Regions from separate parts of the Xenopus tropicalis genome. Here region 1 is linked to region 2. Evidence: chromatin contacts called from public Hi-C data. All regions are on one chromosome and are shown on one strand. Each heading gives the region's core, a stretch centred on a gene start, on an enhancer-like site or on the middle of the called end of the contact. The rest is flanking DNA. Distances are from core to core; before and after follow the strand shown. Region 1 has its middle 28 kb from the start of tgif1. Region 2 overlaps dlgap1 (discs, large homolog-associated protein 1).

Evidence for each region. A called contact is a pair of places that touch in the nucleus more often than the background predicts.
Region 1: a contact with region 2 is called in a Hi-C map of neurula embryo, with 2.0 times the contacts expected there. The contact joins two enhancer-like sites. A contact is called at or near these places in 2 of 5 Hi-C or Micro-C datasets (brain and neurula embryo).

The regions. Positions count from the first base shown.
Region 1 is chr6:106,921,816-106,927,117 of UCB_Xtro_10.0, forward strand. No RefSeq gene overlaps it. Among named protein-coding and RNA genes, the nearest start is that of tgif1, 28 kb to the left of the region's middle. Within about 2 kb of position 2,891, at least 3 of the 11 cell types and tissues checked have an H3K27ac peak or open chromatin away from gene starts, as enhancers often do. A contact at or near this core is called in neurula embryo, where this site is marked.
Region 2 is chr6:106,852,953-106,858,738 of UCB_Xtro_10.0, forward strand. dlgap1 (discs, large homolog-associated protein 1) reads left to right here. Exons shown (of 10, transcript NM_001130357.1): 7 at 27-451; 8 at 5,281-5,372. Among named protein-coding and RNA genes, the nearest start is that of tgif1, 41 kb to the right of the region's middle. Within about 2 kb of position 2,754, at least 2 of the 11 cell types and tissues checked have an H3K27ac peak or open chromatin away from gene starts, as enhancers often do. A contact at or near this core is called in neurula embryo, where this site is marked.

The DNA of each region.
Region 1 (5,302 bases), core at 1,641-4,140, 69 kb after region 2:
ATTCACATTCTTTTTAAAAATGGTTTACCTTTTTCTCTGTTATAATAAAACAGTACTTTGTACTTGATCCCAACTAAGATATAATTAATCCTTATTAGAGCCAAAACAATCCTTATTGGGTTTATTACTGTTTAAATAATTTTTTTAGCAGACTTAAGGTAGTATATCTGATTTACGGAAAGACCCCTTATCCAGAATGCCCCAGGTCCCGAGCATTCTGGATAACGGGTCCCATACCTGTACACGTATTCACAGATTTTTAAAAATGTTTCACATTTAAATTTAAAAAAATTGCTGCAAAAAATAGCAAACTAAGATATTTTTTTTTCTACAGCTAAAACCAAGTCAATAATGCTTTTTTTCCCATAAATTAAAGTGAAGAAGTTTTTCCAATTTGGGGGGGGGGGGGGTGTTGGTGGGTTTGTAAATATTGTAGCAAAAAAAAAAAACATTTGGGTTGAGTTAAAAAATTTAAAAATAAACTTGAATTAGAAAAACGATAAATCAGCCAGCCTGACTAAATTTTTAATCCCTATTTATACTACAGTGTAATAAATGTAAACAGTTAAAGGCTTTGGATTACTTTGCAGTCTTAATCTGGTGCTGACTGAATCCCTTTTACGTATCAACTAAATTAGTTTTACTTTCTTATCCTCTGTAATAATAAAACATAATAATATACAGTTTGGTAATTTCCCTATGGGACCAAACTGTAAATTATATCGATATAAACGGTGCTTAGTGATGTACCGTATTTTTCGGACCATAAGACGCACCGGACCATAAGACGCACCAGTTTTTAGAGAAGGGAAATGAAGAAAAAAAGATTGAAAAGATGAAACAAATAGTGTCCTAAAATATTTTATGTGCATTAAAACCCAACCTGTACCAGCAGCACCCAACATATTGCTCCCCCATCTGTACCAGCAGCACCCAACATATTGCCCCCCACCTGTATCAGCAGCACCGAACATATTGCCCCCATCTGTACCAGCAGCAGCAATCAGGAATTGCCCCCATTTCCTGTAAAAGCAGCCTACCTGCTCAGGCCTCAGGATGGTTTTCTGCGCCGCACCACAGCGCCTCTGTCCCTCTGGCTGCCTTAGTTTGATATAGCCTACAGATATACTTTAAGAAAAGTTTTTTTACTTGCCCGTGTGGTCTCCGTGCAGGGCCCTCCTCTATTTACCGGCGCTTAGCTCTGGCGCTGTGCGCATGCACAATGACGCGCATGCGTATGGGCATGCGCGTCATTGTGCATGCGCACAGCGCCAGAGCTAAGCGCCGGTAAATAGAGGAGGGCCCTGCACGGAGACCACACGGGCAAGTAAAAACATTTTTTTAAAGTATATCTGTAGGCTATATTCGGACCATAAGACGCAGGGACTTTTTCCCCCCACTTCTGGGGGGAAAAAAGTGCGTCTTATGGTCCGAAAAATACGGTAATTTCTGTCAAATAACTCACTGAAACGTGTATATTATAATAAATAACGTACCCCCTGTTGTAAAATATGAGGATATTTGAAGTCACCTCGGAGTTCCATGAGCTGTATAAAAGCCTTGTGCTGTTATATGGTTATATACAGTAAATGGGGAGTCAGACCATAAGCTCAGGTAACTGACAGCACCACAGAGCATGTGTTGTGTATCAGCAGAAAAGAAGATAGGGAGCTACTATTCAGTGCCATAAATCTTACCTGCTTATGGGCTGTGGTTGCTTTGGGCTTATTAAGAAGCCTAAAACATAATGTGCAGCATTTTACCCTACTTTTTTGATAAGCCTTAGTTCTCCTTTAAATATACTAAATGTATGGTGATCAAATCTACGGAAAGAACACTTATTTGGAAAACTCCATGTCCCAAGCATTTTAGAAAATAGATCCCATACTTGTAGTACTGGTCTTTCATTTTTGAGAGAGAACCCTTGTTTAATAATAAGGAATGTCTTTTACTTCTCTATATAGTGTATATCTGTGACTAACCTAGCAGAGTTCTTTGTACAAAACTGTAATCATATATTTTTATAATGTGTTATAATGTGTTCCCAGCTAAAACAAACCAGAGTGTAATGAACTGTAACGTCTAATAAAGAATATAATAAAGAATAATAGTTACAATGGTAAGTAGCAGAAAATGATTTGGTAGTTATTCATATGTAGTCCAAAGCATTTATAATGTACTAGTTTCCATGTTTATTAAACTATTAAGGCATTATGGTATAGGCATCTCTAGTAGGATGCTGCTGTTTGATGATTTTACTAAGGAGACGCTTATGTACTTTTGATAAGCTTTTTAAAATTCTGGCTAATACGAGATCCTCCAACTATTGATCAGCTATATCTGTAATGTGTCAGACTCACTAAACAGTGTTCCTCCAGCTGTTGTTGGACACCAGTGCCCAGAGGCTAAAGTTTAAAACATACAGACAGGACGTCAGATTGCAAGCATGGCTGTGGCAGCGACTGATGTATAGTCTCTGTGATGCACTGTGGAATGTGGCTAAGTTTTAAAGAATGGAAATAATAATGAAACAACTGCAGGACTGTACAAGTGCTCTGCTGATTTCTTTGTATGACTGCATTGTATTTATTAAAATTTTAATACAGTCTGAACTGTAAAAAATAGGAAAGGAGTATCCTGGCTAGCAGTCCTACATACAGTAAGCTGGGGCCTATATTTTAGCATGTAAGTGTATGTATTGTGACAATTATTTTGCTCAGTTCCTTTGAGTTGGTTATAATTATAAATGCAAATAAAAAGGCAATGTTCTAGTGCTATTACTGAGAAGAAATTCTGTGCAGAATGTAGTGAAACACTAAACACAATGCTCAGAGCACCCACAGGAATGTCTGTAATCAGTCAGCTCCTCCCTATGATCCCAGCCTTTCCTGCCCGCTGTATAAACAGCTGTCACTCGCTGCACTGTCCATTCTCATTTAAGAAAGAACCACTGGCCTTGTCCTACTTGTTTGTTCTGTGTGTCCATTAGGTACTTGTACAGCTTATGTAAGGATTAAATCACATATTCTTTATGTATTCTTACCAGATGCAGAATTCTATCCAGGAAAATAATTAGGCAAAGCTTTTTTATGCTAATGCCAATCAGGACTGAATCACAGCCTGTGGAAAAACACAGGCCGAGAATTAGCCCCTACACTGGCATCAGCACTAAGCTCTGAATCAGCCCCGCGTGACATTAGTCTTACATGCAAAAAAACTTAGGTAAGTTATTTCCAGCCAGCCAATATATGGCCGAACCACAACCAGATACTGAATAGGAATACTGTGGTTTTGGTCCCATACACAAGCCAATTAACTGCTGACCAAGTTATGTTGTAAAGAACAGAAGGTATTTACTTGTGATATACATACTATGGCAAAACAAAAGCAGAAATGAAACAATAACTGTCATTTTAGAAATTGTGGGTGGAGTATATTTAGTGAAATATCACATTTCTCTTGGATCTCTTCTCCCTCCCCTTCCCTTGTTATTATCTCACCATTCTACCTACTGTTTGTAATCCTCCATTGTATTATTAGAACATTCCTTTTGATATTCATGATTTTTACTTTACAGTTCAGTTGCTCCTCAAGTGCCTCTTACTCCATGCCCATCATATATTGCCCTCTGTTCTGTAGGTACATGCTGTTTTTAGCTTTTACTTTAAGCTGCCCATGCATAGGCCAATGGATGCCTACTGCATTATTATACAGATCTGTCCTATGGGGTGCAGAAATTTAGGGAAGTATGTGACACAACATTTCATGGACAAACAGCGACTGAATTCATGCACTAAATACAGTCAACAAGTGGCACAAGTTTGGAGCAATCACATCAGAGCTGCAAATGTTCTGGGGCAAGTGGCTAGTTCAGGGCTTTTTGTTCATGTAGCACCCCCGACGGCTCTCCGCGATCAATATCTGGCTTAAATTGGGGCAGATCTCGACTGTGCAGGTTTGATTTTTCATTGGATCTGGGACCGCATTGGCTCGTTGATGCAGTCTGATGGCACCTATGCTCGCTGTTGTAATTCGATTGTTTGGCCATAGGGCTCACTTAGGTGGGCATGTAGATCAGATCTTACTGTTTATGGCCACCTTTACACTGGCCGTGCACCTTGCTTGGAAAACAAAGTTCTGGTCTAAAATGAGTACTCTGTTCTCCTTTAAAATGATTAGCTGTACCAAGCTAATAATGTTAGCTATTCATTGCAAAAATAATGTGATACCTCTGTTTATTTTATTGTGTCACCAGTGTATTTTTAGAATGCGTTTGTTGCGCTCATACTATGGATTAAGTTAATCAGTAAATCACAAAACACTCTGTGTGCAGAGCAGTTTATCCATTAATGTCACAGAAAGGGAAATGTAACATTTGCTAGTGGGGCCCCAATTTCGTCCTCAGAAGCAGGCTAGGACTGCAGTTAAACACAAACTGAAGTGCACTTTCCCAGTGAGTAATTTGAGCTGCCATAATTGGTTAAATGAAGTGTTAACTGAAAGCAATGAAAAACTTTGAAAACCTGGCCTGCTGGACTCCAGCACCACTGCTTTGTGCTGAAGGGAAATCTGTTTAATACAATCCTCTGTTTTGGCTCCCTCTGGTGGCAGTACAGTGATTGATGTCATGGAAGATGTCCTGCATGTTATGCAGACAATAACAATGTAATAACCAAGTAATACATCCTTGTATTTAACACTTTCTTATATCACAGTATCAGCTGCACACTCCTACCCAACAGACACCAGCAAGACAGGTATAACTCTATTTTCTAACTTAAATGCTATCCAAATGACAAACTACTTCAGCAACACACACCCCCATTCTGAAATTCTTTCGCTTGTGGGCTTAAAAGCTGAGGTATATCTCTATTATCTGGAAACCTGTTATCCAGAAAATGTTACAGCAATGCAATTTCCTGTAGTTTCCAAACATCACCGGGTACTCTTATTAAAGAGGTACACAAACTTGCTGATTACATTTTTATATTTTACAGGTCATCTACAATTGTGCAATTATACTCCAACAATAATATTATAAAAACAGATCATTTAAAGTCCCTGAGTTTCTCCTTCATGCTTTCTGTGGCAGCTTTTGTAATTGCAGAGTTTATAGCCAGAGGTGTAAAAAGAGGGTGTGTGAAAAACTTTAGGAAACCTGCTCTGTAACAAACGATTCCGTCATTGTTAGGATAATGTATCATATTACCATATACCATTATGCACTCTGCCCTACTTCTCAAATAGATGACCTTATAGCACCTTCACTATAATTCCCAAGTCCCATAACCTTCAATGTAAT
Region 2 (5,786 bases), core at 1,504-4,003:
CAAAATGTTTGACCTGTTCCTTTAAGGTTGCGCAGACTGACCCGGTCTAACAGTGTTACTGCTGCCGTGCAAGCAGATCTGGATCTCAGGGAGCATTTTGAATGCCCAGTGGAACTGGCTGACCAGGAATTCCAGTTCAGTAGGCCACTGGCAAAGCAGTATTCCCGAGATGCTTGTACCTCTACAGTAAGCATCCAGGGCTCAGGCAACCATTACCATGCTTGTGCAGTAGAGGAGGACTTTGATGCTGATTTTGATCCTTCCATATTACCACCTCCTGACCCATGGATTGACTCCATTACAGAAGACCCAATGGAAGCTGTGCACAGATCAGTTTGCCACAGAGATGGACATTGGTTTTTAAAGCTTCTTCAGGCAGAAAAAGACCGAATGGAGGGCTGGTGCCAGCAAATGAAGAGAGAGGAACATGAAAATGATCTACCTGATCCCAGTGAGTATTTATCATTAACTTTTGCCTGCAGTGAAAGGAAAAATTGTAACAATCTATACCCCAGTCATAAGTAAGGGTTATTCTCCATTTTATTCCCTATAGAAGAGTATATGATCAGTAGAGTTTCTGTTTGGGTAAAGTCCATGGAGAATTCCTCTACCAAGGCAAACATTTATGAAACTGCCATTTATATGAATGATTCAAAGTTTCAAAATTCAAGCAATGACTAAATTTAGGTATTACTCTTATTTATTAAAAAGGATTCATTCCTTATAGTAAGCCTTCTTTTATATTTCACATCATTCAAATCAGATAATATAGAAGTTCTACTGATCATACATGTGAAGGCCTGGTCATTCAGCCTGACCATATCAGTGGCCAACATGGTAACCCAACGGTACCAAGTGAATTGTACTTTCCCCCTGTAAATAATTCTTGCTAATCTCACAAATGCAAGTATCATCTAACCATCTTTGAGGATTTCTGTCATGACATGAAGTTTAGCCACAGGATATTGGACATTGGAATTTTTTTTAGCTTACAAATTCTACAAAATGACTGCTATTTTAAAGGTAGATGTAACTGTAAGTGATTTTAGACCTTATTATAATAAGTAGAGCCATTAGACAAGATAGAGTAAAATTACTGTTATTTTAGTCTGTTTTTGTTTATCCTTTTAAACCCTCATACTACAGGCCATTTTTCCATTTGAGATATCGGAAACATTTCAAAGACGGAATAAAATAGCTGCAATTGTTAATACACGTGGACATTGTAGGAGGCTTTCCTGCAAACAGAAATTTATATTAGGCTGCTTTTTTACTTAGAAATACAGTAAATTAGCATCAATGTGACACTTTAGACTAAAGAACAAATAGGATTGTAATGCCTTCCAATTATTTTGATTTGTACCCTCGATTTCTAGATCTCAAACATTTACAAAATAGGGGAAAATAATATAAAGGAATGAAATCTGCTGTTAAATGTAGTAAAACAGTGGTTTTATGTTTATACTTTCATAATTATCTGAGATTCACATTCCCACTCAGTATTCTTGCCTTCAATAGAAAATCAAAGAGCGATAGTGGCACTAAAGGGAAAATTCATCAAGGGTTGAGCCTTTTTCCCCTATGGCAGAATTGTTCCAAGGCTGCTCAGGATCCCATCAGTTGATCGAGCCAAACTGGTGCTGAAAATGTTTTTGTTCTATGTGAAAACTCTTAGATGCTTAAAGGTGTGGTTCACATTTAAGTTACCCTTTAGTACATTATAGAATGTCTAATTCTAAGCATCTTTTCAACTGGTATTCATCTTTTACATTTTTATCGTTTTTGAATTATTTGCTTTCCTCTTCGCACTCTTTCCAGTTTTCCAATTGGGGTCACTGACCCCGGCAGCCAAAAAACTATTAAGTCTACAATTTCATTGTTACTGTTACTTTTACTTAAAGTAAGTTAAAAAACAACACATAAATAAAATGAAATATAAAGAATGATTTAAAAGGCAAAACATTAAATTACCCATTAAGTGAAAAATCTCAGCAAAAACTTAAAACAATTAAGCAATTTAAGTTTCCTTTCCCTGGTGACAATAACAGTTGAATGTCCTCTTCTTACATTGATAAATCTGTCTATATGTGTCCTGTTTGTTTGTTAATAATAGGGAATTAATGAAAATGAACATACATGATACAAATATAGTGACACTGAAAATATAGGGGCTCATTTATAAACACTGGGCAAATTTGCACATGTGCAGTAACCAATAGCGACCAACCAGTTACTGGCTTTTTTTCCGCCAGCTGCAGGTTGAACAATGAAAGCAAACATTTTACTGGTTGCCATGGGTAACTGGCCAAGTGCATATTTGCCCAGTCTTTATAAATGAGCCCAAATGTCTTAGACCTAAGTCTTGATCAGGGCACGCTCAAATTAAAATAAATTAATGAAATTCATAAAATGAACAAAATAAATCATTTCTTTTATCATGCAGCGTATATAGTGGTACCCTTAAGGAAAATGGTGTTATATCCCTTTAAAAAGATATCCCTGTGTAACTTTGCTTTTATATGCATGGATGGTTACTGACATAAATGTGTATTTATTTATGTATATAACTCTATATATAGTTGTAAATAAAATGTGTAAAATAACCACGTACTATAAACTCCTATTAGAGTTTAATGAGGAAGTCCTAGAAAAGAAAGATTTGGATGTCAGTTGGAGTCGCAGCGCACAAGGCCTGTTTTTCATGCCACTCCCAGTAAAATGATCCAGGCTTTTGTGGGACAAAGCAGCCCTTGTGTGGAACAGCTGCTCCTCCGGCCGAGCTCATTACAACCTGACAACAGCCTGTAACGCTGCAAGGATCTGGGCTCCATTATCTCACTGGCAAATAAACTGCTTGATAGATTGAATAATTGTATTCCCAGCTAGAAATACAAACTGCTTGTGAAAGTGCACCGCGCAACTCAACGGCCTACATTCCACAGAGGAAGCCTTTTCAGGAATGTGTATTTTATTGTGAACACTTATATTACCCAATATAATAAATATAAAACATATTGTATTAAAAAGCAGAATGGGCAAGGTTTTAGGCTATTTGATTAGATCATACTTACAAGGCAAGACACTTGTTCTAACAAGAGGTTTCTATGAAGTACTGTACATTGTCATTTATTTAATTACACAGTGTGACACAGTGACAATCCTATATGGGTGGTGCTGGGGGCTAATGTCACACCAGGAGATTTGTCAGTGTTTTATCTACAATTGGTATTTGTCATTTTGGTCAACTGCAATCACCTCAGTTAGCCCTAAACTTCTACCTTAAAATGGGATCACACAGATATTAAGAATATAAATATACTTTCTTTTTCCAGAGAGGATAAAAACAGATACATTTTCTGGTGTGACTTTATCCTGTACAACTTTAGTTGTGGGTCGTGGAAAGGAGAACAGAGTTAAGAGAGGAGCACCTTCTATGGCAATGTTGCCCAAAGGTGTAATCCACTATTTCATGTTTGGGTGCTGTATTTTATATTAAACTATAATGTAATACAAAGTTTAGGGAGATTTCAGGCATGCTGGGGGCAGTTAAAATCTATTTTACAGACTACATCCAGGCCATGGGCCTCTAGGTGGACAGCCCTGTTCAATTGCATAAGTAATAGTCTGATTGTGGAGAGGTTAAAGAGGAAACCCCACTAGTCCCCCATTGTACTACTCAGCAGTAACTCTAGGACCTGAGTGACAAACTTTACAAGGTATTAACAAGTGTGTTCTGTGCTTAGGGCATAAAGTGAGTCAGAGGTAGAATTGTCTGCTCATCCTGACTCCTCACCATTGTTCCACCTGCTGAGGGGCACTGATAGTGCTTAGTAACACATGCTTGCAAAATATGTGGCCTAAAACTAGACATTTCATTTAAAAACAGAAGGTATTTTAGAATGTAACTTTTATTGTTGTGGTAGTGTTTTGTTGATAAGTTTATCAGTTATACCTCATGTCTTGTGTTAAATATTAATCAAACTTTCTATTCCTTTCATTATTTATTATGCCTACATTCTAGAAATTCTATTCTATTATTCTTTAGCAGATTCTAGGATGCGCTTAGCTATCAAGCCAAGTTTCTACAAAGTCCTCTGGACATAAATACATTCCATGCATAGCATATACAAATATCTATAGTTTATAACATGTGCGAATAGTGCGGATAGTAATATTTAGCCCCTGTAAGGAATCCTACCAGGGGTATGCTTGGGTTGGCTAAATATGATAAAAAAAAATATATACCTGCCCCTTGGTGCATACACTGGTAGTCCTGAATGTACTCCACTGACTGAAACTGGAACATGTGCCACCTTAGAATTAGACTAGCCTTTTTTTTATAAAGGGTAAGTGATCTTATCATGTGTTTTGTGAGACATTTGCTCTTTCCAGAGTTTGTATTAAGCCAGAAAGCAAAAGTGAAATGCTGTGTTTTTTAAGAAAGGAAGCAGAGTCTATCTTGTAAGTATAGGTATGGGTTCCCTTATCCAGAAACCCATCATCCAGAAAGCTCCAAATTAAGGGAAGGCAATCTCCAATAGACTCCATTTTAATCAAATAATTAAAATTTTTCAAAATGGTTTCCTTTTTCTCTGCAATAATAAAACAGTACCATGTACTTGAACTAAGATTTAATTAGTCCTCAATGGAGGCAAAACAATGCTATTTGGTTTATTTAATGTTTAAATGATGTTTGTAGTAGACTTAAGCTGGCCATACACGCAAGATATTATCGCACGAAACCAATATTGCAAAAGCTGCAGATATCAGTCGTTTCGTTGATCAGGCGGGTTGAAAGATTTTGATTGGGCACCGTTGAAGGCGCCCAAGAAAAATCTACTTTTAGGGCTAAATCTGCAGGTGGAGGTAGAATTCCTATTGTTTCTACCTTCATATCTGACGATTCAGCCCTGAATGTTAGTGGGAGAACCAATGGTCGCAGGAAAGATCGTAATTGCTACGTGTATGGCCACCTTTAAAGTAGGTAGATCCAAGTTACAAAAAGACCCCTTATCTGGAAAACTTCAAGTCCTGAGCATTCTGGATAACAGGTCCCATACTGCCAGAGAGTTCTACCCACCCTAGACATGAGCAGAGAGGCAGCTATAACTTTAAGAAGAGCAGTAAAATCAGTCATTCTCAGAACTAGGCTACATTACTCACCATTACACATTGTTGTCAGACAGTTCACATGTTTTACTCTAAACAGAGTTCATTTAAGATTTGGGTGTACAGTGTATTTGTGATCCACAGAAAAGACTAATCTTATTGTTGTTTTAGTTTTAGACAAGATTCGCAGTGCTGTTGGCTGTGCCCAGCTTTTGATGTCCCAGAAGTTCTATCAGTTCCGTGAGCTTTGCGAAGAGAACCTGGTACGTATTCACTACTAAGCACCACAGCTCTTTGCTTAACATGAACTTAGTTTTTCTGAGCTCTGGAATGAGTCTGTGAAACTGGCATGTTTACTTGAAGGGAATCTTATTAATGTCTGTTGTATCAGTGTACAATTACAGCTCCCTTTCCTGTTTGTAATCCCACTCATTATAGCTCAGTGGAAACATCCCTGGCTGTGTTTTTATCCGTATATCTGCCCAGACATGCTTCTCTACTGCCTCTTATCTTCATGTATCTTTGTATCTTCAATACAAAATGCAATAAATCTTAATAGAATACTTTAATCTGTATTTGCCTTTGTGTATATACTTTTTAAATCTATATTCTACATTGTTACTGCTGTTAATGTCGCAGATTGTGTTAATGTGCAGCTAAAACTGTGCTCACACCTA